Linked DNA regions of Mus musculus: all the other regions are linked to region 1. A link is a contact called in public ChIA-PET, Hi-C and promoter capture Hi-C data. All regions are on one chromosome and are shown on one strand. Each heading gives the region's core, a stretch centred on a gene start, on an enhancer-like site or on the middle of the called end of the contact. The rest is flanking DNA. Distances are from core to core; before and after follow the strand shown. Region 1 overlaps Fam166c (family with sequence similarity 166, member C). Region 2 holds the start of Selenoi (selenoprotein I). Region 3 overlaps Cenpa (centromere protein A). Region 4 overlaps Kcnk3 (potassium channel, subfamily K, member 3).

Evidence for each region. Promoter capture Hi-C pulls out the DNA fragments that hold promoters and counts their contacts. Hi-C and Micro-C count contacts between places; a contact is called where the count stands out from the background. ChIA-PET counts read pairs in DNA pulled down with a chosen protein or histone mark.
Region 2: a Hi-C map of liver shows a contact between it and region 1, with 4 times the contacts expected there. The contact joins the promoter of Selenoi here to the enhancer-like site in region 1. A contact is called at or near these places in 7 of 39 promoter capture datasets (the C10 cell line, the HPC-7 cell line, cranial neural crest and 3 more), 14 of 484 Hi-C or Micro-C datasets (3T3-L1-derived adipocytes, the C2C12 cell line, CD8 T cells and 8 more) and 11 of 115 datasets of contacts at active chromatin or transcription factors (the 230-238 cell line, T-cell acute lymphoblastic leukemia, bone marrow-derived macrophages and 6 more).
Region 3: a promoter capture Hi-C map of liver shows a contact between it and region 1, with 2.2 times the contacts expected there. The contact joins two enhancer-like sites. A contact is called at or near these places in 5 of 39 promoter capture datasets (cranial neural crest, embryonic stem cells, liver and 1 more), 2 of 484 Hi-C or Micro-C datasets (the HL-1 cell line and embryonic stem cells), 7 of 115 datasets of contacts at active chromatin or transcription factors (the 230-238 cell line, embryonic stem cells, extraembryonic endoderm stem cells and 1 more) and 2 of 9 other capture datasets (adipose tissue and liver).
Region 4: an ESRRG ChIA-PET map of liver shows a contact between it and region 1, with 7 times the contacts expected there. The contact joins two enhancer-like sites. A contact is called at or near these places in 1 of 15 datasets of contacts at CTCF or cohesin (the NIH/3T3 cell line), 4 of 484 Hi-C or Micro-C datasets (embryonic heart, embryonic stem cells, liver and 1 more), 4 of 115 datasets of contacts at active chromatin or transcription factors (embryonic stem cells and liver) and 1 of 9 other capture datasets (liver).

Annotation. Positions count from the first base shown.
Region 1 is chr5:30,481,529-30,487,764 of GRCm38.p6, forward strand. It overlaps Fam166c (family with sequence similarity 166, member C), which reads left to right. Exons shown (of 4, transcript NM_029285.1): 3 at 548-660; 4 at 2,340-2,559. The coding sequence ends at 2,484. Cib4 (calcium and integrin binding family member 4) reads right to left here. Exons shown (of 7, transcript NM_028483.1): 6 at 5,917-6,005; 7 at 4,056-4,239. The coding sequence ends at 4,209. Among named protein-coding and RNA genes, the nearest start is that of Fam166c, 19 kb to the left of the region's middle. Within about 2 kb of position 3,318, at least 5 of the 459 cell types and tissues checked have an H3K27ac peak or open chromatin away from gene starts, as enhancers often do. A contact at or near this core is called in liver, where this site is marked.
Region 2 is chr5:30,229,017-30,235,252 of GRCm38.p6, forward strand. Selenoi (selenoprotein I) reads left to right here and starts at 3,565. Exons shown (of 10, transcript NM_027652.3): 1 at 3,565-3,799. The coding sequence starts at 3,743.
Region 3 is chr5:30,671,111-30,677,346 of GRCm38.p6, forward strand. It overlaps Cenpa (centromere protein A), which reads left to right. Exons shown (of 5, transcript NM_007681.3): 2 at 1,354-1,460; 3 at 1,872-1,949; 4 at 2,183-2,333; 5 at 2,928-3,727. The coding sequence ends at 2,317. Among named protein-coding and RNA genes, the nearest start is that of Cenpa, 7.3 kb to the left of the region's middle. Within about 2 kb of position 3,126, at least 7 of the 459 cell types and tissues checked have an H3K27ac peak or open chromatin away from gene starts, as enhancers often do. A contact at or near this core is called in liver, where this site is marked.
Region 4 is chr5:30,614,712-30,620,947 of GRCm38.p6, forward strand. All of the region lies in intron 1 of Kcnk3 (potassium channel, subfamily K, member 3), which reads left to right. Among named protein-coding and RNA genes, the nearest start is that of Gm9899, 29 kb to the left of the region's middle. Within about 2 kb of position 3,405, at least 22 of the 459 cell types and tissues checked have an H3K27ac peak or open chromatin away from gene starts, as enhancers often do. A contact at or near this core is called in liver, where this site is marked.

The DNA of each region.
Region 1 (6,236 bases), core at 2,068-4,567:
CTAGGCTCCGGGAGCCCTAGTCCTTGCAGCATCCTCTCTCACAAATACCTTCCCATCCAGGTAGGAAAGACACAGATACTGCCTGGTGTCAGTGCTGGGAACTTGTCCTGAGTGAGGGTAGTTCCCCCGGGACAGGATGAGTAGATGGTCTCAGACTCTGAGAAACCATGGGGTCACATCAGTGTGTCAGTGGGAGGCTTGCTCCCCAGGCTGACACAACTGATACACCTGCTCCAGGAGTGAAGGAGAAGCAGAGCTTAGAGCAGAGCACGCTTGCGTGGACATGGGTGTGCTTAGAGCACGCTTGCGTGGACAGTGTTTAGGTGTGCAGATGCTAAACTGGAATTCCAGACTTCTTAGCAGCCTGGTCTCGTTTACTCTCTGCATCAAAACTGCTGTGTGATGATGTCACTATCCCCAATAGATGGAGGAACGGATTTCACCAGGAACACTGGGGTGGGGGTGGGGCTGCCGCACCCCTGGCCAGCTGTATCTTGGAACAGGTGGTACAGCAACAACCTGCTGTGTGTTCTTTGCCGAGCTGTAGACAGTCCAGCAGCAGCGGAAGTATTACCAAGACAAGACTGGCATTCTGTCCCGTGTTCCTTACTTTGTACTTCCTGTGAAGGAGCCGGACCGGTACCCCCTACCCACCGACCTGTGAGTGTCCCTCTCCTCCTCTCTGCGGTCAACAAACACACATCCACAGGGCATCTCCTCTTCCTCCAGCCCTGGAGCCATGACCCTGAGAAACAGTTAACACAGCCAGTGGTGCCTGCTATTGCAGAGTCCCAGATCCAGCAGCTCTTTTTTGGGGGGTGGGGGGCAGGATGCCAGAAACCCTCATGGGAGGATCAGGAAGTATTTTCCTGACCAGATACATACTCCATAGCCTTTGCTTGTGGGAACTTGACTGCTACTTCCTCTGCAAAGGCCCTTCTCAAAGCTGCACCAGTCCAAACCAGTCCAAACAGCTGCTGCCCTCTGGTGGATGAATGGGACACTACGTGGACAAGGGACAGGTCATCAGCTTGCCACCCATATCCTGTTGTCGTCGTCCCGTCCCCCCCCCCCCCACCTTCTATGGAACCCAGTCTAGGGTATGCTGGGATCCTAGTCTTGCACCAGGGACATGAGATTATCTTAAAAGTCTAACTAGCCAGGTTTTAAAAAGTAAGAAACGCCTTACAGCCCGGCTCTGGTGTCTTGAGAGAGCCCCTCGCCCGCCCCCAGGGAAGACCTTCCCTCCCTCCTGCCACCAAAGCACAGGTTTCGCAAGTTTACTCCCAGGGGCCTTATGGCTGGGAGTGGTAGGGAGGTGACCTAGAGACCAACTCGAAGCCTGTTCCTCTCCCCACTTTTGCAACCCACCTGTGTCTGTCTGGGAGGGGTGTGGACTTGGGAGGTCAGTGGACACATTTGGGTTTCTAACCTTTAACCCCTGCTTGCCTCAAGAGTCCCAGCCTCAGCATCCAGATGTAGATACAGCAGCTGCTCCCACAGAGTTTGGTACACTTTGCCGACACTGTCTTAGTACCTCTAAAAGTGCCTCTCTGTAAGACAGATGGGTCTGGCACATAAGAAAGTAAACTGAGTCCAGCGCAGACCTCAGGAGCTTGGGCGGGTTACCTGATGGTTGAAGACCCCGTCTGGGAAGAGACCTATGTTTGTTGTGGGTCAGCTCAGCCTTTGGGTTGCCTGTGTCTCTCTTGAGCCAGTTCTGAGCCAGTGAGTCCCTTGAAACTGAGCCTTTCCTGGGGACAGGTCTCTGATATCTTGCCATGTATGCCCCCTCTTGAATCTTCAGGTCCTTGTATCTCTTTCTTCTCCAAATTATCCAGTAGTCTGCACTGCTGACCGTGCCATGCCCGATACAGATAGCGTATCTTAAGTGGCTGGGGACGGTCGGCGATCAACTCTGTATCCTGGGGAGTCTCTAGCCTTTCTGAGTTACAGCACCACCATCACCACCACCATCACCTTCACCATCATCACCACCACCATCTCTACCACAGCAGCAGTCAGCATCTCCCATAACGGCTGAGTTTCTCCTCACCTTGCACTAAGTGCTTTACACAAAGAGCTTCATTTACTCCTCAGAACAAGAGGATAACAAGAGGGCAACAGTAGCAGCAGTTCACTGTCACATGGGTTTGTTTCCAGCAGGAGGCAGGGCCAGAATCCAGGTCACTTTTCTCCCGAGTCCTTGTTCACTCGGCAGATGTCACGCTGCCAATGGCTGCAGGGCCACAAAGCTATAGTGAGCACAAGGGTTATGGTGAACATTCCTCCCGCTCCTCGGGGCGCACTGCCTGACGCTGGCCCATCCTTACCCTCAGGCCTCCTCTGAGTGAGAAGAGTAAGTGGAACCTACTAAGATTATCCCCTGACTACAAGAGGACCTACCAGACCTTCCCATCAGGGAAGAGAGTTTCCTCTCAAGAGCGCCAAAGGCGGGACCTTTACTTCGAGTTCAGAGCCTGAAACCAGGTGGTTGACCCCAGGGAACCTTGGCCTGACCAGGCTGGCTTGCTTGTAATAAAATCTTCAGCCACAACCATCCCGTGTGCCTCTCAGTTGGATCTTGTCACCATGCGTGAAGGTGCCCTGAGCACTGGGGAGAGCTAAGCCGGAGAAATCCGAACCAAGAAGCTGTGCCCAGCCACTGTGGGCCATCCAGATGTGCCCAGGTCGAGGCAGGTGGGACTGGGGGATGACTAAGGCCAGGCTCATAAGGCTACCCAGGTGTCGGGCCACTCGGGGACCGAGACCTCCTGCCTGCTTTCACTAGTATAACTGAGAACACACAGCAGTGGCTAGGGTGGGTGGCATGACCCCCAAACAGTTCCCTCAGTGTTGTTACTCAGCTGACTCCCATTTCTCATTACGGAGTCTGGGACCTCGGCCCTACCTCTGGGATGCTGAGAAAGTTGCCCAAGCACACATAGTAAGGAATTAGCACAGACAGGATTTGAACCGGGTCTTTTGGGCTCCTCAGTCCTGGTTTCTCAAATACCACACGCTCATGTGGAAACAGAGGGGGTCTTAGTGATCCCAGGGGCCCTGTGGCGTGGCAGGGAGTGGGGGTGACTTGTACTCAGCTCTGACTGGACAGAGCTGGCTGATTAGGTCTTTATACATACTTGAGCTTATTTCTTGGAGGAGTGAGCTGGGACTAAACTACTCTCAGCGACATGACCTCAGGGAGTGGGTGCCAAGGTAGCAACAAGCTTTGGCAACCTTCGAGGGTCAAAGTATGCTCTCCCAACATGGCTGCTCCAGGGAAACTTTGATAGGGCAGAGGGTAGGGCACAAAGTCCCATAGACCGTTCTGGGAGGAGATCACAGCTGAGGAATGTGTCACACCATTGGGCTCCCCCAACGTTCCACCCATCTGGATTAGATCAAGCAGATTCTGTCAAGTAATGAGTCTCTATTTCAACTGAACAGGGGAGTCAAGACCTAAAGACAGGATTCAAGTGCACACTGTAGCAAAAACAACTCTTCCTTGTAATCAGACCTATCCCCTCCCTCAGATGCATATAGACAAGAAAATCCACACGCACAGCAGATAGCCATCTGGCAGCTCCCACAAGTTCCCATGATGAACTTCTCCTGTGTCCCAGAGTCTCTAGACAGCTGGACCCTAAAGTGTCCCCAGAGTGGCCAAACTCATTACAGGGCTTGGCTGAATGGCAAAGCAAATAGGCCTTAAATGCTGGTCACACATGGTCCCATCCCCAGGGTCCAAGGGTGGCAAGCAGGGCCAAGATGTCTTCTCCATGGAAGGAAGCCAGGCAAGCCAGACGCCAGCTGGAATGACAGCTATGTGTGCATCCTGATCATGGGTGGGTTCCAGAGGAGGGAAGGACGAATATTTCCCTTCTGAACTTTGTTCCATTTGGCTTAGTCTTCTCCTCTGTCGTGGGTCGAGGTTTGAACTCTGTCCTCAAAAAGGTTGCCATGCCCGCTTGCCGGGAGTTGTTGGCAAACCTGAGCCCTAGAAGAAACACCAACTCCCTATGTAGGACCTTCAGAAAGCAGTGGGTCTGGATGGGGGAAACACATATTTACTTAGCAAACAGTACTCTAGAGGTGAAGGATGGACAGAGCTGAGTCATAATTCAAATCAGATTCTACAGTGCCTGGATGCAGGGGGTGTCCAGTAGTCTTCATTGAAGCTGCCGAACCAGCCGATGACCTCCACATCAGCAGCCCCAGAAGTGAATCCGAAAAGAGCTGAAAGAGAGTCCCAGAGCCATCTGAGGTCCCCCACCTTGCCCTATCATGGCCTTTTCTGTAGGCAGTGGTCCCAGCTGGTTCAAACAGTCCTCTCTCTCTCTCTCTCTCTCTCTCTCTCTCTCTGTGTGTGTGTGTGTGTGTGTGTGTGTACATGTGTTCATGAGTGTCAATGAGGGTGCATGTACACATATGCACACGTGTGGAGACCAGAGAGCAGCCCAGGTGTGGCTCCTTAGGAGTCATTTACCTTGTTTCTGGTTTTGTTTGTTTTCAGACAAAGTCTCTTGCTGGGACCAGGGAGCCCAGGGGCCCTCCTGCTCAGCATCCCTAGCCTTGCTATTGCTAGTTTACACCACCACACCCAGCTTCTAATATGGACACTAGGGGTCAAACTCGGGTCCTCATGATTGCATAGCAAGGAGTTTAAGTTCTTTCCCCAATTCCTAAACTTTCTTTAAGCTTCTATTAGCATCACCAGAACACAAAGGGTTTCTGAATTTTTGGGTGGCCAGTGGAAAAAAACAGGAATGATTCAGACAGAGGTGCAGGGCAGGTAGATTCCAGCAGCTGTGTTGTGTGGGGCCATTGTGGAGGAAGAGGGGTTTCCTTTAATGAAGGTGATTCGAGCATGGCATCTCTAGGTTCTGCCCTAGCCCCATCCCTGGAACCTAGAGATGTCGTGTCCATCAAGGTGGTTGGAAGAAGTGTGGCCTGACCCAGTCAGAATCCCTGGGAATTCAGAATTGAGCTGGGACATTACTTTAAGAGTCACTGAAGTTAAATCAAACAGACACAAACTGTTGGGAGTCCATGACACATGATAGGCCATGTCTGGCAACCCAGAGGTTGCTGGTGTGCAGTGGAAGTAAGTGTGTAGGAGAAGAGAGAATGGGGCGGGGGGAGGGGGGTCGGGTCAGAAAGACGGAGAAGCAGGTCAGGAAGAGGGAGGGAGGGAGACAGGAATGTGTAGCTATCTTGGCTCCTGCCAAGGTTCCTGGTAGACTTGGCTCTGTCCTTTTTTGAGTTGGTTTGTAAAATTTTCAAAAGCCATCTTCCTTTTTCACCATCAAACTCATCTATTCTATGAGGCAAGGGGCAGCGTTAGGGGCAAGCGCGAAAGGCATGTGTCACCAGATGCCAACTTGGCATACATACGAAAGGCCTCTTCGGTCATGATGAGGATCATCTCTAGAGATGATGTACTCATTCTGAATTGGAAGGAACTAGAAAACTGGTAAATATGGCCTTGGAAATGCAGAGAGCCAGTCATCTGGAAGAAGTCTGGAGCATAGATCGCTAAGATCCCTTCTGCTCTCCAGTGGAACCATTTGTTTCTCTTGTCATCTCCCAGTATATCTGGGCTATGTTCAGGTCATATCTGAAGGCCAGTATGAGAGACAGACGTAGATGTCTGCCATCAGGGGCAATGGCTCTGAGGTTGTACCAACCCCACACATGGTTTGCAAACCCTGGCATCCTGTCAGCCCCTCTTGGTTCCCCAAGGTTAGCTGATTTCTCGGAAGCTTTATTTACCATTTCTGAAAGAATCAGTGAAGCCCTGCAAACCTATGAATTCCATAGGAAGAGAGAGATAGCCTTTGGTCCTGGGGAGACTAGAGAACCTTCACTCCCTCCAACCTTGGTGGAAAACCCCCGCCCTCAAGAGTGTCTTACTTCATGAAATCTGGAGATTTGGCCATGGCGTGTTCGAACTCGGAGAAGGAAAGCATACTGTCATTGTCCAGATCTGACTCACTCAGGACCTGCTGGGACAGAGGAGCTTGTGAGGAGCCTCAGGCTGACAGGAGATGGATCTCAAGAGGAGGGAGAAAATGGTCTGTGTAGAGGAACTACCTACCACACGCCAGAGTGTCTCAGAGCTTCTGCCCCACAGAGAGGTGAAGGTGTGTGAGCTAAGGTAGGTGTAGAGGAGACTTTCTTCTGGAAGGACTCTTCTCATGGGGGGGGGGGGGAGGAGGTCCTCCAGCACCAAT
Region 2 (6,236 bases), core at 2,315-4,814, 250 kb before region 1:
CTGGCCTTCGCCAGCCGCTTTTGGCTTTTTCCTTAACTGATTAGCTAGCACTTTATCTGGCTGGTACCCTTTTCTCTCATAATGAGCTGCTTCCTCCTCCAAGTCTGTTTCTTCAGAGGAGAATTCTTCATCTGCTTCAGAGCTACTAAGAGCTGGCTCCTTGAGCTCATCTAGTGATGAGTATAGGCTCCTTCTCCTAGAGACCTCCGCTAATTGATCTTTTTTTTTTTCTTTTTTCTTTTCCTTCCTTCTAATCTCTCCCCAGGTATTCTTACCTGACCTAAACTTTTCCTCGGGTTCAAGACCCTTGGAAAGGCCTGTATACTTATTTTGTGAACCATATTTCCTCTTTGCTCCTACTCTCTCTCCCCGCTTTACTTCTGATAGATTGCCCTGAATTTCATCCAGAATTTTTAGCCCTACCTTAATCACTTGATAACATGTGAAAAAGAACAAAAAGGCTCCTAACACTAGAAAAAGTTCAAGGCCAAACATACCTTGTAAAGCTATTTCCCACTTTACTTCTGATAGACTGTCTTGAATTTCGTTAGAAAGTTTAAGACCAGACTTACCTTGTAAAGCTGTACTCACTGGTACCCCTGTTCCCCAGCTGAAGAGTTCTGAATTCATGCAGTTGAATCCTTCTCAACAGTCTGTTTTATGGGAACACTTCATTACCATGACCCGCAGTTCTGGTTCTGGAATGAGGGATCTTCCTTGCGCCGGTGATGGTTAACTCCCGTCCCGAGTTTTCTTGTCCTGGGTTTTTTCGTCCTGGGTTCTTTCTTCCCGGATTTCGGCACCAACTCTTACACGCGTTCACGCGACCGGCCAGGAAGAACGCAACAAACCAGAATCTTCTGCGGTAAAAACTTTATTATTTACATCTTCAGGAGCAAGAGTGCAAGAGCCCCCCAAAAGCAAAAACGAAACCCCGTCCCTCTTAAGGAGAGTTATCCTTCGCCTAGGACGTATCACTCCCTGATTGGCTGCAGCCCATGGCCGAGTTGTCGTCACGGGGAAGGCAGAGCACATGGGGTGGAGAACTACCCTTGGCACATGCGCAGATTATTTGTTTACCACTTAGAACACAGCTGTCAGCGCCATCTTGTAACGGCGAATGTGGGGGCGGCTTCCCACAAGAGACCTTAAGGTCTGGCAAGATGGCTTAAAGGGTAAAGGCACTTTGGTGCCAAGCCTGATAACATAAGTTAGATTCCCCACAACTCACAAGTTGGGAGGAGAAAATCAACTGTGGAAAACTGTCTTCTGATCCATCCATGCTCACTCTCCCCCACAAATACATGTTATTAATTAAAAAAAAAAACTGGGGCAAAGTGAAATTGAATTGTTGAAGATCCCTCAGATAACAAGTATAAGATGACAAAGGCCAGACAAAGTTCTGTATTATTTCTGTTTAAGATCTCAGGATTTATAATTGATTCTAAGTTTTAACAACCATCCACACAGGAGAGGCAGTGAACCGCAACTACTCGCTGTCACAAAATTTAAAGCTGTGGGGCTGGAGAGATGGCTCAGTAGTTAAGAGTGCTGACTGCTATGCAGAGAGGACCAGGGTTCCTCCTGAGCACCCACGTCCTGAAGCTCACAACCGCCTCTAACTCCAGCTCCAGGGACACGAGATGGCCCCGGTCTCCTCAGGCACCTATACTTACGTGCACATACTCACACACATAATTAAAGGTAACAAGAGTCCTTTAAAACATTCAAAATTGTTCTTTAAAAAAATATTTCCTAGATTGCCTTTGGGGCAGGAGGATCATGAGTTTAAGTCAACATTGGCTACAGTGATTCTTCTTACACCTCAGCTCTCCAGAAAGCTGGGATTGTAGGGGTCCACAGCCACACTCAGCTCTGGTAGGGTGGTAATGGGGAAGGGACTGGTAAGGGTGGGTGGGACTGGGAAGAGAGGAGGGAGGGGGGTTGTGAGCCGATGTAAAGTGGATAATAAATGTGTAGCTCATGTACTGTTATTAGTTTGCAGTTGTGTAAGTTTTTAAAAAATTACTTTTTATTTTACACGTATGGGTGTGTGTTTGCCTGCATCCTGTGCATGCAGTGTCCTTGAAGGCCACAGGAGGGCATCAGATTCGCTGGAACTGGAGCTACAGATGGGTGTGAGCCACCTCTGGGAGTTGAACTCAGGATCTCCAGAAGAGCAGTCATTACTCTTAACGGCTGAGCCATCTCTCCAGCCCTATCCTGTCACTTTTAAATGTTTTTCCACAAGTAGTTAAAGTATTTTAAGTATGGTTTGTATTTCAGATGGAATGGTGCAAGGCTCATATTAAAAAAAAATTGATGACAAGATTCTTTTTGTCATATTTATATTGACTAGAAAAACTACATAGCAAAGATTTTATGTTGGTTTAATGGACACTTTATATGCATCATCTCATTAAGAACTGTACATTTTAGAGGTGGGTGTGGTGGCTCACACTTGATATTGATAATATTGTCATGAATCTGAGGTTAGTCTGGGCTGAATAGTGAGTTCCAGGCTAGCTAGGAGCTGGTATGGGATCCTGTCTCAAAAAAGCCGGAAACTGTGCTTAGCATATCTTAGGTCCTGACAGCAATTTGTTAAGTGAATGACTCCAAGGAACTTAAGTGGAGATTTCAAATTAATTGCCCTCATTCCAGGGAACAAGGGAACTATTAGACTCACTGATAATCTGTTTCTAATAGGGCTATATTTCTAATTGGGCTAACCATTTCCAACCAAATAAGTGCTTCTGGATAGGCATTGTAATTTGAATTTCTTGCTGGTACTGGAGAATACACAACTCCGGACTGTGTGCTAAGGGAAATGGGGCAAATGCCTCTCATCTCAAAGTTAATGGGTTGGCGATGATGTATGCAAAATTCTCTGCACGTAAGGCACGCAATAAAAAGTAGCAATTATTAAACATTTCCTATTATTAGACACATATTAACCACTGGTGACGTGTTCTTTCTACAATGCACTGGGCCCTAGTTGTAAAATCACTCCTTGTAAACACAGGGCCCCGTCGAGATTGAGAGATCAATGGTTTTATGGGGGAATCGAGGAGACTTAAGCAATTGGAATTCGCACCGGCTGAACCAGTGGAATTTGACGAGGCAGTCCAAGGTTCACAAGCATCATGGATCAGAAGGGACTGATTTTCAAGTCCCTTTGGATTACTCGATGTTTCCCGTTCGCCCGACATCATCATTTCAGGATCCCGAAGCTCCAGGCGCTCACAGCCCGCTGTGGCACACACCTGCCTCCGCCCTTCCCCTCGAACGCCCCCGTACACACTCACCCGGGCCACAAGATTATGCGAGCATCCCACACAATCACTCGGGGTTCCTATAGCAGAGACAAGAGCAAAGGCTGCTGGGAAGTTGACCTTTCACTCCTCCTCTTACTTCAGTTCACCTATTTTGACTCTGGCAAATGAAGCGACGAAGACGGTAGGAGGGGCGGGACTTGGCGATGGCCATCCCGTGCCGATTGGATTGAGGCGGTGCTGGGGGCGGGCCGTGTAAGGGGCGGTGTCCCTACCCGCGGGAGCCGCGGGGCTGCGCTTGCGCACTGGGTGCGCTACGCGTGCGCGGTGGGCGGAGCGCGCCTCTACCTTCTTTACCAGCCCAGGCTTTCCTAGCTCTGCACAACGCCGTGTGCTGCTCCTGTTTCATTGCCCTGTCGCGCAGTGTCGCTGCCGCTGCGGAGTGGGCGTTCAGTTTTCGGGTCGTCATGGCTGGCTACGAATACGTGAGCCCAGAGCAGCTGTCGGGCTTTGACAAGTACAAGGTAGAGAAGGCGAGCAGGCGGTCGCCCATCTCCCCCGCGCCCGGGCCGCGCCCTGGCCGGCGAGGGGCCGGCGCGGTCCGTGTCACCTTGCGCCTGCCGCGTGGCGCGCCGGCGGGCGTTGTTGAAGGGGATTCTGGGGGCGGGAGGTCGCGGTCGGGAAGCTTGGGAGCATCCTAGGCCGGCCGCCCGGTCTTGGCACCCCGCGGGAGACTGCCTTTTCCTTAGAGAGTGGGGTGAAGAAATTCCTTTCTCTCCTTTTCCTTATTAATTGTCACTGCGGCGGGTTTTCAGCCTTTCCCAGAGAGGGTGTTGTTCCCTTCTTTTGGTCGTCGTTTGAATGAGCTTCTCACATGCCTCTCAGTGCTTACAACTTCAGAGATCTGGATGGTCTTTTAGCGGATGCTAAGGGAGGGAAGTGACTTTTTCAGGCCTTAATGCAGATGCACTCCACCCTACCCCTGGAAAAGGGCTTTCACTGAGGCTCGTAGCGCTGGCACTGCAGGTTAAGACGTTGTGCACTAGAAGAAACTGTATAGTGCAAAGAGCGCGCGGGCTTTGGAGTACATAGAAACGCGATGCCAAAGTCAAGTTTCTTCTTTTGGCTTTGGACGAGTCGTTGAAACCCTACTCAGCCTCTCTTTTAGGCTCTTTAGCCTAAGTGTGAGTTTCTCTTGTGCTTAGTATATTGGAAAGGGTTGAAAAGAGTCTGGCACGGCATGAACCCCCAAGAAATGCTGGTGGTTCCAGCATTCTGGGGTTGCAAAATACAGATTTAGTAGTCCCCCCAGGGAACTACTGGCCATCCAGGTGTCTTAATGTGAAATAATGAGGTTTGGTGTTTCATCTTTGGTAAGCCTTTCTTGAGGGCAATCTGTTCCTTTATGAAATTAGTGTGTGCCGAATAGAATGTCCAAATGATGAGGCTAGTCCTGTGGGTAGTAGTCATCCAGGAAACATTTGTGCAATGAATTAATATTTTGGGGGGAAAAATCTTCATTTTGTTTAACTGAAATAGAAAAAAAAAAACCCAGGGGCTTTAGAAGGCCCTAGGATATTCTTCTTTGAAGCAGTGTTGGACCATACTATTCTGAATTAAGGTGGTGACTTACCTTAAAACTGTAACTGGGAAGGAAGAAATTGCAGAGCTTTCTTAGTGGCTTGGGTCAGAAGGCTGTTAACCCAGATACCTCCTGTGTGTGTTTGCATCACCCTCTTGGTTATCTGTGCTGCACTGCAAAGATTGGCAGCCAAAATATTTTCTTCGAAAATGAGTCTTGACTTTTAGAGCAAGTTTTTATAAAGTGGCAGCTTTATTCAGTGAGCCTAGTTTTCCTCACCGTCTTCTCTAGGTTTATAGTCCCAGCTAGATAAAAGTCTTATTTTATCGGACATCTCGGTGTGGTTTTCTGTGGCTGTCCCTTCCTTATCTGACTCAGCTCCTGTGTTTGACAACCGGTTTCCTATCGTTCTGGAAAACAAAGGTCAGTTTTGCAATCGTCCCAGCAGTCACTAAAATGTTGATGTTATTCTAGTTACAGTGAGGCTTTTTTTGGAGGCGGGATCCAAAATCAATCACAAATGTATAACCTTAAATTCTAGTAGAAGGCTCTCTGCTGGATGCCATACCACATTCATTTTAAAAGAATGAAACAGAGGCATCCAAAGGGAAAGAAAAATCTGTGTGGTCAGTTTTGTTGGCACGTGAAATTGCACACAGAGATCCTTTCTTTCTCATTGCCTTCTCATTGTGTGGTCTTCAGAGAGTACATGCTTTATAACGGATTAAGACACCACCCCCAAGCATGCAATCAAAATACTTAAAGAGGTTTTAATCGGGTGTGACCTTTTATAACAGAGCAAAAAAATACAGAGAAAAGAAATGACACTCCTATACCAGCTGGTGGAAAAAATTACTTTTGAACCAGTTTAATTTTTCTATCTTTCCTAGAGGTACATTTGAGAGCTACACGTGGAAACCTGGCACTTGCATATAGTAGCTGCTGAGAGGGGTGCACACAGAGAGGTAATTAGGTTTCTGTAGTAAGAAAGAGGTGATTTCCAGTACAGAAGAAAGCCTGGGGTGGATTCAGTTTTATATACTCTCAATACGTACGTCTTCTGGTGAAGTGTCTAACACAGTCCTATTCAGTAGTTAGTTTAATAATTGCTGGTGGTGTGTTAGGACAGGAGCTCTAGGTGGGCAGGGCTGATAGCTGTCTCGTTCAACATGATCAGTGTCTCCACAGTATCTTGAGCTGAAGAGATGCCCAGAAAATACTGAAGGAATGAAGATGGAAAGGAATAGAAGGCATTTTAATTAAGTCTGGTAGTAGGAGCTCTGTGCAGGGGTGCTGGAAGGCTTCTTTTGAATTTTCACTTTGAATATGATGAGCTAATTTAGAAGTACAGTTGTTCTGCTCCATTGCTTAATAAGGAG
Region 3 (6,236 bases), core at 1,876-4,375, 190 kb after region 1:
GTGTACAGAAGTCAGACACAGGTGTCAGGATGTTGGATTCTCTGGAATTGGAGTTAGATGGTTGTAAGCCACCATATGGATGTTGGGCACCAAACCTAGGTCCTCTATAAGAACAACAAATACTCTTAGCCAATGAACCATCTCTCCAGCCCAATTTTTATGTCTAATTATATGTATGTGCACATTAATACAGGTTCCCAAGGGGGCCGATCACCAGATCCTGGCCCTAAAGTTACAGGCAAGTGGTTATAGGCAGTGTGAGCCAACTGCCACAGGTGCTAGGAACCAAACTTAGATCTTCTGTAAGAATGGTACATGCTCTGACAACTGAGCCATCTTCAGACCTTAACTCATTTGGCATTCTTGTTTTCTGCTAGATCTATTTCAGGTTATTCATTTGCTTCTGGTGAATTTGGGGTGTGTCAGGTTTTGAGAAGAAAATTTTTATATTTTTCATTTTTTTTAAGATTTTTTATTATGTAAATACACTCTGACTGTCTTCAGACATTCCAGAAGAGGACGTCAGATCTCATTACGAATGGTTGTGAGCCACCATGTGGTTGCTGGGATTTGAACTCGGGACCTTTGGAAGAGCAGTCAGTTTTCTTACCTGCTGAACCATCTCACCAGCCCCCATATTTTTCATTTTAAGTAGTCTAATATCAGTTAAGTTTCTTCTTCAACATTTTAGAGAGTTAGAAGTGTGTTTTCTGTCTGTGTTGTGGGGGATTGAACCCATGGCTTCGTGCATGTTAGCAAGCACATCACGGCAGAGCCACAGCTCCAGAGCAAAATGGTTTGGTTTGGTTTTTAATTTTGTATTTTTGTTTTCTAATGAGAATTTGAATTTTTACCAAACCTTGTGGCTTCACCATCCACATTCCAGACAGTAGCACTGAGTTACACCCTTTCCAAGGTCCCAACTTGGTCTCTAATGAATGCTAGCCAACTGTTTCCACTTCCCAAGGCTCCAGGGTAATCAAGACAAGGGATTTGTACTAGATACTCCTAATTCCTTCCAGCTAATGAGAAGAAAGACAAGGACCTAAAAACTGAAATTGCTAACTTTCCAGTCTGGTGGGAAGGACATGAGATCCATGAATCCTGTGGGCCCTGACAGGTTGGGTCTGTAGGGATGGAACTGCAGTCTGGGAAAGGCTTTGTGGAAGGTAATGTACAAACCCCAAAGCTCAGAGCAAATTCATTTCCCAGGCATTTCTTAAGCCCCTGTCAGCTTGCTCTGAGGATGTAGTTCCATGCTGAAGTCTGTTGCCTTCGTGGGAAGGTTTGTGTCTGCTGTGCTGCCACATACTTCCACTGCCTCTGCCTTCATGACCTACCTCTTCTGCTCAGGCTCTCAGACACTGCGCAGAAGACAGAAATTCATGTGGCTTAAGGAAATCAAGACCCTGCAGAAGAGCACAGACCTCTTGTTCAGGAAGAAGCCTTTCAGCATGGTTGTAAGTTCTAGAGGCCTTTACTCAGTCCTGGGCCACCTTTTCTATAATTCTCCCAAATGTGCAGGATGCTTGTGCATCTCACTGATGTGGCTGGAGGTTGTCTCCAACCCTCTGAGTCACTGCACACCCTCAGTTTTTATGATACTGATTTCTTCTCCTTACCCCTGACTATAATAGAACCTCTCACCCGGTTTACCTCCCTACCCTGAGGTTGCCTTGTTTCCTCACCACCCGTAAGCCATGCCAGTTCCTAAGCTCCTGGGAGTCCGTGCCTACTGAGCCAGGCCCTGAGGTCAAGGGCCAAGACATAATGGTAGACATGGATGCATTAGATACTTGAGAAAGTCCCTCGTCCACTTTTCAGTCACTGTTCTGTGGCTCTCTGCTCATCCCCGTCCCACTCCTCCACAGGTTAGAGAAATATGTGAGAAGTTCAGCCGTGGTGTGGATTTTTGGTGGCAAGCCCAGGCCTTGTTGGCCCTTCAGGAGGTAAGAAGGGGCAGAGATGAGTGAAGGCAGAAAGGAAGTACACCCCAGAGCTCCACAGGAGCTTATGGCCTACCACAGGCTGTGTCTGGCCTCCTGAAAAGAACAGCCAATGTGTAACACGTGAGGGTGTGGAAGCGGGTCTGATGGGTGGCTCCTGGATCCACCTTGTTCTTTGCTTCAGTCCTTTGAGTCTGTCTGTCCCCTCAGCCACGTCAGTGTTCTCTTCTGCCCAGGCAGCAGAAGCTTTCCTCATCCACCTCTTTGAGGACGCCTACCTCCTCTCCTTACATGCTGGTCGGGTCACGCTTTTCCCCAAAGACATTCAGTTGACCAGGAGAATCCGAGGCTTCGAGGGCGGACTCCCCTAAGCTGCCAGTGGAATGTGTAAGTCCTCCCTGATCCTCAGAGTGCTGCTTGTGGCTGGGAAAAGACTGCTCTGAAGGAGGAGTGGCAGCCATGCCCATCCTTAGTCCCTCGCCCTCTCACCTGTGCTCCCTAAGGAAGGCCTGAGCCCTGTCCCTTTGTGCAGTATTAAGATAAGAGTGGAGCTTCACGCTTGTAAGCCAACACTCGGGAAGCCCAAGACCAATGTGAGCATCTCACGCGTGCGGATGGGTGCCTGCCAGCACTATAGACTGAGATCTTTTTAAAAACAAGTGAACGGATGAGTTGTGCTCCGTATTTCTGATGGTACTTCTTACCATTTTACAAAGCCTAGACCCCCCTGCCCCACCCCTCCATCGCCACTTTAGTAAGGGTCTTATTATGTAATTCTGGCTGTCTTGGAACTGTATAGAGCAAGGTGGCCTCAGACTCACAAAAATCTCCTCCCTCTGCCTCCCGAGTGCTGGGATTAAAGTTGTGTGCCACTATGCCCAGCTTTGGGTCCTCGAATTTTAAGAAGAAGGGGGTGTTTGTTTGTTTGTTTGTTTGTTTTTAAATGCCTTGTTAGTAAATAATGATTCCTAAATTTCACAGACATTACCTGGAAGCTTTTGGAGTTGCAGCTTGACAGTGGTGTCGGAGGAGCTGGCTGGGTTTTGCTGTTTTTAAATACTGGCTACACGGTGCCCTTAAAACTGTCTCTGAAGGAGAAGACTGTGGCCTTCCCCCGACACAGAGGTCTGCCCACTCGCTCCCATGGACTCGAGTGTTTGCAGACCAAAGGTCAATTTGGTTTGTGAATTGCTCAGCCCTATGGCTGAAGGTTTCAGACACCCGATACCTGCCATGGTATGGTTATTTCACTCTTACTGCTCTGTTTGCATCTTTTACTATTAGTTTTTGTACTTTTATTTAAAATATAAGGAAGAAAAACCTGAATAAAGCGCTTGAATCTGTTGTATGTGAGCCGTGGCAGTCCCGCCATATAAATGCCTGCCTTCCAGAGTGACCTCATCCTGTCATCCATGTTTGTCTGTCAGTCAGCAAACATGCAGCTCTTCTTTAAAACCTAAGTAGAATTACATACAAAATCTTTTCTTCTCTTCAAGACTGGGGCTCGAATTCAAAGATTTGTACATGCCAAGCATGGACTATAATGCTGAACTACATCCACAGCCTGAAGTAGATGTCTTTCTGGTTCCTACCAGTGAATTCCTATCAAAAACGTCCAGAGTCTCTTATCTTTAGCTCTAAATCATATAAAATGTCTCATATCAGTCTGGAATTTTAAAATGTGTTTTCAGAATTTTTACAGATTAATTTTAGCTTATTTGGGGAGAAATAATAAAAAATAAATAAAAATAAAAATAATTCCTTAATGAAAGAATTGAAGTAAAGTTACTGTAATAGATGTTCATGCTTTTTTAGTAAATATTAAGCTCATCATTTTATACCCTTTGAAGCAGTTATAACGGAAACAAGAGAAGTGAGATGTGCAGATTTCCCACTGATGAAAGGAACACACAGAAAACCTGCCCTCTGTACTCTCGATAAGAGCAATGTAAGAGGTTTGCAGTAACGGGACACGCCACCTCCTGGCTTGAGGTGCTGTGGTGAGACCGCAGTGAGCACAAACTCCTGATGAAGACATGGCTGCTGACTGAACCGCTCCATAAACTTACCCTTTACAAACACTTACCGACGGATCAGATACATGCAGAGGGTCAAATACAGCTCGTCTGTGGTGATCTTAGAATTCTTTTCAAGTGCCAAGCAGGACCAGTGTTCTCAGGACTGCAGTGTTTATATGAGAATAAGTGTTTTACGTCCTGGTAACTAATAGCATGTAATGTGTAATGTTATGGTTTACCAGCATATGGTTTTAACAGCATACGTGAGGTTCCTTACTTAGTCAGACAATCTCTGGTGTTTCCAGGATCCACTGTCTCCCAGTATGGGATACATCGATCTTTCCAGTATGGGACACAACCTGATGCCATCATATCCGGCTTATTCTGTGGATCCTGGGGATGAGACAGGTCCTTGTGAGCACTTTAACAACAGAGCCAGCCCTCAGCCCAGTGCTGTTGAGCTTGTGTGTGGTCTGAGATATCCCTCACTGCACATGTATAGAGAGCGTTGCAGATACCTGGGCTTGGATGGCACAACTGGAGGGCTTTGTGGGCTGTAGTCTGGCCTTCCTTCCCAGTTGATAACCATGCTGCAGTCATTAGCTGCTTCTGTCCCTCGTCTTCCCTACTGTGACACTTGTTATCTCCTGAAGCGAGAGTCCAAATAAGCACCCCTTCCCTTAAGCTGCTTCTGCTGAGCATATGGTCACAGAGTTAAGTTAGCTAATATAAACCCTAATTCTCATTCATTAGCTTGTTTGAGATGAGGTCCTGCTATGTAACCAGTTTGTTCTTGAACTTGTTTCTGCCTCTGCCTCCCAGGTGCCCGAATTGGGTGCGGCACCCACGGCCTGGTTTCTGCCTTTCTCTGCTAGAAATCTCATCCTTTCCTAACCTTCCCATTAAGTTTATTTCTGTTTTCACATTTTTAATATCCAAGGCCTTTTTCTTATTTTTTGACTTTCTTTTTTTAATACATAAAATGCCAGTCACACTTAACTCAGTAAAACAAACCACTATCGCTGCTAAAATCAAAGAGGTATTGATGGAGAAGACAAAGAGATCAGGGAGCCTCTGCTGCCACAAACCCACCCTCATGGTGGCTCTGTAGGAATGAATCACGGTCCCCACCGTCATAACACTGACCTGGCTGTCTCCTCACACTGAGCAGAGGGCCATGCCTGTCAGCTGCTGCCCCTCAAAAGCACTGCCGAAGTAGGAAAGAGAGAGATCTTCCCTGCTCCTCTTACTCTCCAGGTCCTTCCCAGAACCTAAGCAGAAGCAGCCACACGGGAGTCTGAGAATGCCCCTGGCCAAGCTTCTAGCCTCCTTTGTTAGAAGAGTGGGTAGGGACCAAGCCAAAAGAATCAAGTAGCTCTTGTCGTATGAGTGCAATGGCACTTTACGTCTGTGATTTTCTGTTTTTGTTTTTCTATGTAGTAACTTTGCTCCAAGTTACTCCCTCGACACCCTTTAGGTGTTGTAGTCTCTTTAAAGATCTCCTTTCGCAGCTAACTTCATTTGCTTGAGGATGGAGACAAAAGCTAATTAAGAGGTATGAGCATGTGGCTGGGACTTGTCGAGTTTGAGCTTTCCTAGAGAAGGCTCAGATAAACATTTTAGAGGCCCTCATGTCCCTTCAGGATAAAGACATGCCCAGAGGGGGCCTAAGGCCTAGGTGGGTTTAAGAACTGATGCCCATATGCAAAACCTCTGCACAAACCTCCAACATGCCCATGCCTGGCTTTGGCCTCCTTGCATCCAGAGGCCCCTCTAATAACTGTAAGGGGGCATTGAGGAAAGGCAGCTGTGTAGTGAGTGGTAAGAGGAACTTGTAAGGGTTTGATTGTTTGCTAGTGACCCTGCAGCCAGTCCTGCCCAGCTCCCAGGGCTTCGGTTGCAGAAGGATTTGATGACATCAGTGTGGGGCTGGCGAAGGCTGTTGTGGTTGTGTAGAATGTGCTGGTTCGGCTTTGCCTCAGACGTCTTCGGAGCGGCTGGAATCAGTGTCTGCTTGTCCCTCTGCTTTTAACTTTGGAAAGTGTAGCTGCCTTGCCCTCCGTGGTTCTCCTCATCTCTGTGAGTTTGGGATGATTTTCTTAAGTCTGGACAGAATCTTGGTTTGGCAGTTTTCTTTCTTGACGTGAGAAGGCTATCTCCATGGTTTTCTGGGTTCTGTTTTCCCCCCTGTTGAGCTATCCCCGCAACCCTTCCTCTTAGAAGCAAATACTATATCCTTGATTTATCTTTTCTTCAAAGATGTTTCCTTGTT
Region 4 (6,236 bases), core at 2,155-4,654, 130 kb after region 1:
AACTGTCCTTTCAGGAGTTCTGGCCCGGAGGGTGACAAACCCCAGACCCAGTTCTGCATGTTCATTCCCGCCCCCACCCAACTCCCTGGAGTCCTGATGCCTTTGCAGACCTAGTTTTGGGCTGAGCCAGACCTACAGCCAGGGGCTTATTTGGGGGCCTAGAGTTGGGCTTATTTTGAAGGCGGAAAGGGTATATACAAACAAGGGCCAGGGCTGAGAGTCAACAAAAAATCCTGAGATGGCCTCCTCTCTTTGCAATTAGGAATTTGGGAAGGGGAGCAAGAATTCGGGGGTCACCATCACTGCACAGAGCCTTACCTTATAGATCTTTGGTTTTTCCAGGTAGAACAGCAATTGATAATGACCTACCCAAGTCCTGTGCGTGACACAAAGGGTGCCCACAAAGAGTCCGAGGGGCCAGAGCCTGCAGACTTCTGTGTGGAAAGAGAGCACAGAGATGAAGCTGTGAGCAAGGAGGCCCTTCCTCCACATGGAGGAAGCCCTCGGAGCTCCTTAGACAGCCTGCTGCCTGACTGGATCTTCCAGAGACTGGGAGAGCACCTGAACTCTCTGCAATGTCTGCTAGGCCAGCCACCCTTCCCCTCAGAGCAGAGCCTGAGTACCAATGCCTGATGCCTTCCACCTCAGATGCTTTAATGCGCCCATTCTGGTTTTGGCTCTTGTCTCCACATTGCTATCTATGGTCTCCAGAGCTCCAGCTCTGAGGGGCACAGTCCCCAAAGAACCTTTTCCAGGCACCCACAGCTCAATCCTGACCGCTCCCTCCTGTCCGCTCTCCTTCCCAGCCTGCTGGCATCGTCCCTCCCCAGAGCCCGAACTGCCTTCCTTCTGCTTAGCAAGCTCTGGCAGCGCACTCAGGTCACCCTTCCCCTCCCCCATTTCCAACAACGACCTAGTGTGCAAAGCCTCTGGGTGTCTCAGACCACAGGTCACCTCATTCATCTTTCCCCTGGCCAGGGCTGTATTTACTCTAGATAAGCAAGTCTGCTGGGAGGCAGGGCACAGCCAGGAACTGCCAAGGTTCTAATCTGCCCAGAGATGGGGCTCAGAGACCCAGAGTCAAAGAAGGACCTGGAAGAAGGACCACATAAGTTCTTGATGTGACAGAGGAGGGCTTCCCAAACCATGCTCAGAGGAACCCTAGCTTAGCAATAAGCACTGTGAGAAAAATGTTCTGCCGTCAAATACATGAGAAACATGACACATTCCTCCAGCTATTCATGGGAACACGGACGGGTATGACCATGTGACACTTAAGTCACATGATAAAAACATTCTTTTTAGTCCCTATTTTCCCAATTTAATTGAGTCAAACAACTCTTTTCTCATCCAACCCTTAACATACCACTGAGCTGGTATCTGAGGAAATTAATGTCAATAAACATTGATTATAGCACGTTGTGGGGGGGGGGCTTTAATGTTCATGCAATCTTGGGAACCCAAATATATTCACATTGGCATCTCAAATCTACTAGTTCACCAAATCTCTCATGAGGTCACTGTACCCATTTCACAGATGAGAAACTAGAGGCTCAAAGGGTTAAAGAACCTGGCCAAGGTTAAGAGCTATTTGGCTATGGAGCCTGTGCACTTTCTGCCTCACTGAATTGCAGATGCCCTACCTATCTGCAGCGTTTCCCACATGTAAGGATAGCCTGATTCAGTCTTGCAGAATCAATTATCCCATGCTAATCTCAAGTTTCTGATTGACAAGTGTGTTCTTAATTGATTTTGATGGGGGAAATAAACTAATTAGAGTCTTAAGAATCATCACCTTGGCGCTGGTTCCATGTAGTAAAATATTGTATTTGATCAACACTTCACAAATGGAAGCTTTGATCTTGTGAGTGGGTGGCTGAACAGAGAAACTACTAAAAGACGTTCAGGACAGTGAAAAATGCCAGGGTAAGAACCAGGAATGAAAAGGGATGACACAAAGCTAGTGCTAGCCAAGCTGAGGACAGACCTCAGCCTCCTGCCCTCCAGCTCCACACACTCAGCTCCACCCGAGATGGGGCCATGGGTCCACCTGGGGGCCAGTTAGGCCAAGGGTAGGAAGCAGGCAGGCAGGCAGGCAGGCTAACACACTCCTGGCGCCAGTGGGGAGCAGGTGGCCAAGACCAGCCTATTATCAAGAGCTTAGAATTCTGCTTCAAGTAGAAGGAGCCAGGCCACTGGGAGAAGAGACCAGGAGGGAGAGGGGGAGGGGAAGACACACCCTCTCCATGCCCCCCTAGATCTCTGAAAGCCAGAGCTACAACCAGTGGTTGAGTTCCTGACACCAGGCAGAGACGAGGATAGAGGCCTGAGGCTTTCAATACTGTTGTTTAGTTCCTTGCTATCCTAAAATATTTATGCTGATAATTAACATTTATGTCCAGCCACAGCTTCCTCCACTGAATTTTTAAAAGAGATTTTTATTACATTTATTTATTTAGAGAGAGTATGTATGTGTTAGTGTGTGTGTGTGTGTGTGTGTGTGACTGTGTCTCTGTGTGTCTGTGTGCATCTGTGACTATGTCTGTGTCTGTGTGTGTGTCTGTGTTTGTGTGTGTGACTGTATCTGTGTCTGTGTGTGTATGTCTGTGTGACTGCACATATATTCTGTGGTATATTGTGGAGGTCAGAGGAACTTGTGGAATCTCCTAGGAATTAAATCAGGCCATCAGGCTAGGCATCAAATGCCTTTACCCAGTGAGCTATCTTGCTGGTCCTGGTGGCTTCTGTGCCCAGACCCATCTCCTATCTAAGTCACTTCCTATGAAGAGTCGATAGCTCTGACTGAATGAGTAGGTGGAGCTTTGGCCACACCTGAACTGTTAGGCAGCAGCCAGGGGACTGGTTTCATTATCTAAAATCCTTGGCTTTAACCTTGTCGTGTTGTTACCACCTCTAGGCATTGAGCAAGCCTCTCTGCTCCTCAGTGACTTATCTGTAAAACCCCAAGACTAGACCAAATGATTAGTAAGAACCTCTGTCTTCCCGTGGTGGATTCAGGATGGGAGATGGAAAGGGACAGCCCTAGTGAGTGTTCAGGGAGGCAGCCGCCAGAGTCTATGCTCAAGATAGGAGTTCTGGCTGTTTGGTCTAACAGGTACTAGGAGAGGGTACCCAAAAAGAATCAGCCTCAGAGAGCAGCCCCTGCGTGCGTGCGCTGGTACCCAGAGGGACTAGCAGAGCCCCGCCCCCAACCAGAGACTTGAAGAGGCAGCAATTGGTAGTTCTTTTTACCTTTTCCCTTGCAAAGCCAAACTAGGCACACTGCTGCCCCACTGCAGGGGGACAGGGTTGGCCAAACTCCCGGTGACTTCCCAGAAGTCCCGGGTCCCCTGGGACGGACTCCACCCTAGCTGGCAGCCATCCAAGCTAGGCACCCACGTCAGCAGGTCCTCATGGCTTCTTTGCCCTTTCGTCCAGTGACAGTAAGACAAAGGGATAGGCTCGCTCACCCTCAGCCCCAAGATGAAAAAAGTCTGTCTCCAGGGCGGCTCCCCTGTCCTACTGATATCTCAGCTGGCTCAAGATAGTGCCTGCAGCTGAGGCTTCATGCGCTTCTCTCTGGGCCTCAGTTTCCCCTCCTGACATGGCCCTGGCATGAATACAGAGTGAGAAATGCCTAGGGGCCATAGCCAACTCAAAGGACGTCTCCACTCCAGCCGCAAAACAGTCAGGCACAAATCAAAGAGTGACCGGGGGATGTTCATGAGGGCAAAGTTAAAAGTTTATTCTAAGGGTAAAAGTTTTGATTAGTGAGCCTGGCTGTGGTAGGGAGTGAGGGCCAGTCTGGCCATCTGCCCCACAAAGGTCAAGCACTGTCTCTGGCCCTGGTAGGGGCCTGGGTCAGGTCTGGATGAGTCACTCGATTTGAGAATTACCAAGTTGGGGGTGTACTTGTGGCTAAATGTGGGTGCTGAGCACTGCCCCCCTCAGGGGTGGGAGCTGAGCAGGAGCAGAAGGAGGGGGAAAACCCTGCGGAGAAGGTAAAGGGGCTTCTGGATGTCAGGTGAGGGGCCAGGGCAGCACCTGAGGGCCCAGCCAGCAGGGCCGAGCAGGAGAGCTGTTTTGTAGGCAGCCTATCCAGGCAAAGGAAGCCAGGCAGGAGGGCACTGGGTTTTCCTGAAGGGCATTATTCTTTAATGGAACCCAGAGCAAGCTGGTGAGAGGTAGACAGGTGCTTTGGAAGGGTTCCTTCCTCTTCGGGGTGGCTATAGATGGCTACACATACACACACATGCACACACACACACCACACACGCACACGCACACAGGAACCTGTGTTTTCAGATGATTTTCCAAGGGCCTCTCACAGTTGAATACTCCAAAGATTCCAGAAAGCTTCCCCAAGCCATTTGTCTCCTTTACTTCCTGAGGAAGATCGGGACAAGCGCTAGGGCATGGAATAACAGCTTTAGGTCATGGGCCTGGACCCCAAGTACAGACAAGGCAAAGGAGCCCAGAGACAGACAGCAATTTGCCCAGGGTTACACAGCTGGAGCCATAACCATGCTGTGCCCTCTGTGTAGAGCTCTGCCCCTAGTGTCATATCCAGAGAGGAGTCAGGGGTCCATATACTGTGTGGTGCTGGTCTGAGGGACAGGAAAGGACAGGATGAGACACTGTGCTAGCTGGTAGCATGCCCAGCTGTCGAGGTGAGTTGTGGATGGCTGTGGGACCCAGCTGGTATGCACAATCTGTTCTCGCCCTATTGGGGTGCAGTGAAGCCAGGCACCATGGCTCAACTGTACAGCCCCTGGCAGAAGGGGCACAACCACTGGATAGATGCCACAGTGGGGCAGGGAAGCCATTTTATGGACAGTCTTGAAGCCTTTACCCCTGCCCCAAACATCTGTTTCCAGGCCTCTCTGAGCTTTAGAATCCTAAGGACCGGCCCTAGGCTGTCAGAGGTGGCTCCACTGGAATGCAGTTACTCCCAAGCTGGGCGATCTCTTGGAAACGTGAGAGTGTTCTGCCACCTCCTTCATTATTAATCAGCGTGCTATTGTGGGGCATTTGAGATATACCAGGCTCTAGGCTAAGTGCATCAATACATTATTTCATTTATTCCTCCAAAGCCCTTGCTGCAGATGATATATTAGCCCCATTTTACAGATGTAAAAAGTAAGGCTCAAAAATGTCTTATGTAGATGGGAGAATTTGAACTCAGATCAGGCAATGCTCACAATATCCTGGTCTGTAATATAATCATGATGTGTATATTAGGACTCCCTTTGAAGGTAGAAGTTAGAGGGGGCCATTACAGGCTTGCCAGGGCTCCCCCCCCCCAAAGTTAATGTTTAGCTTTATGTAGTTGGGAGACCTGGAGTTCATAAATAAGCCTTCTCAGAACTTCCCAAATAAAGCACTAATAACTTTCAGCTAGGAGGAATCCAGGAAGACTACCTGGAAGAAGCAGTGTTTGGTTGAGATTTCCTAAGACCCAGAAAAGAAAAGATACTTGGAAATTCTGCCTACATTCTTTCATTCTCATAATTCTCTTAATAAAAACTGAAGTGTTTATGCTCACTGGTCTAAGTGGGAGAAGCACGTGACCAGAACAGATTTCATTTTCAAGTAGACACGATCAAAGAGAAAGAGTCATTTGTTCGAGGTCACAACACCACTAGGGATAAGGCCAGAGCTTGTGCCCAAAGCTTCTGGTTCTCATCCAAGACCCTTCCTGACTCCTCACCCCCCACCACCCCCCACTGCCCCCCACCGTCCCTCACCGCCCCAGACCGCCAGGAAGATTTTGCTGCAGTTTCTGTTTTGAGAAGGGTTTGTAGCTCAGACCATCTCTCCAACTCTCACTCTCTCCTGCCTCAGTTTCCCACACGCTGCGGTTACAGGCATGCGCCACTCTACCCAGCTCAAGGCAGAAACTTTGATAGTCACTTGATGTGCAGAGGGGCAGGTCTGACTCTGCTTGGCTCCCAGATGGGAAGAGTATAAGCACAAATGTGGAGGATGGAGGCAGAAGAGGAGCAGGATAATGACACACTCGTGCACACGTGCACACGTGCTCACACACACATGCACACATATGCATGCACACACATGGGTATGTGCACACACATACACACACGGGCATACTCACACATGCGCACGCGCACAGGCACCCTCATGCACACATACATACACACACGTGCGCTCACACACATATGCACACATGGGTGCACGCACGCACGCGCGCGCGCGCACACACACAGACATTCGCA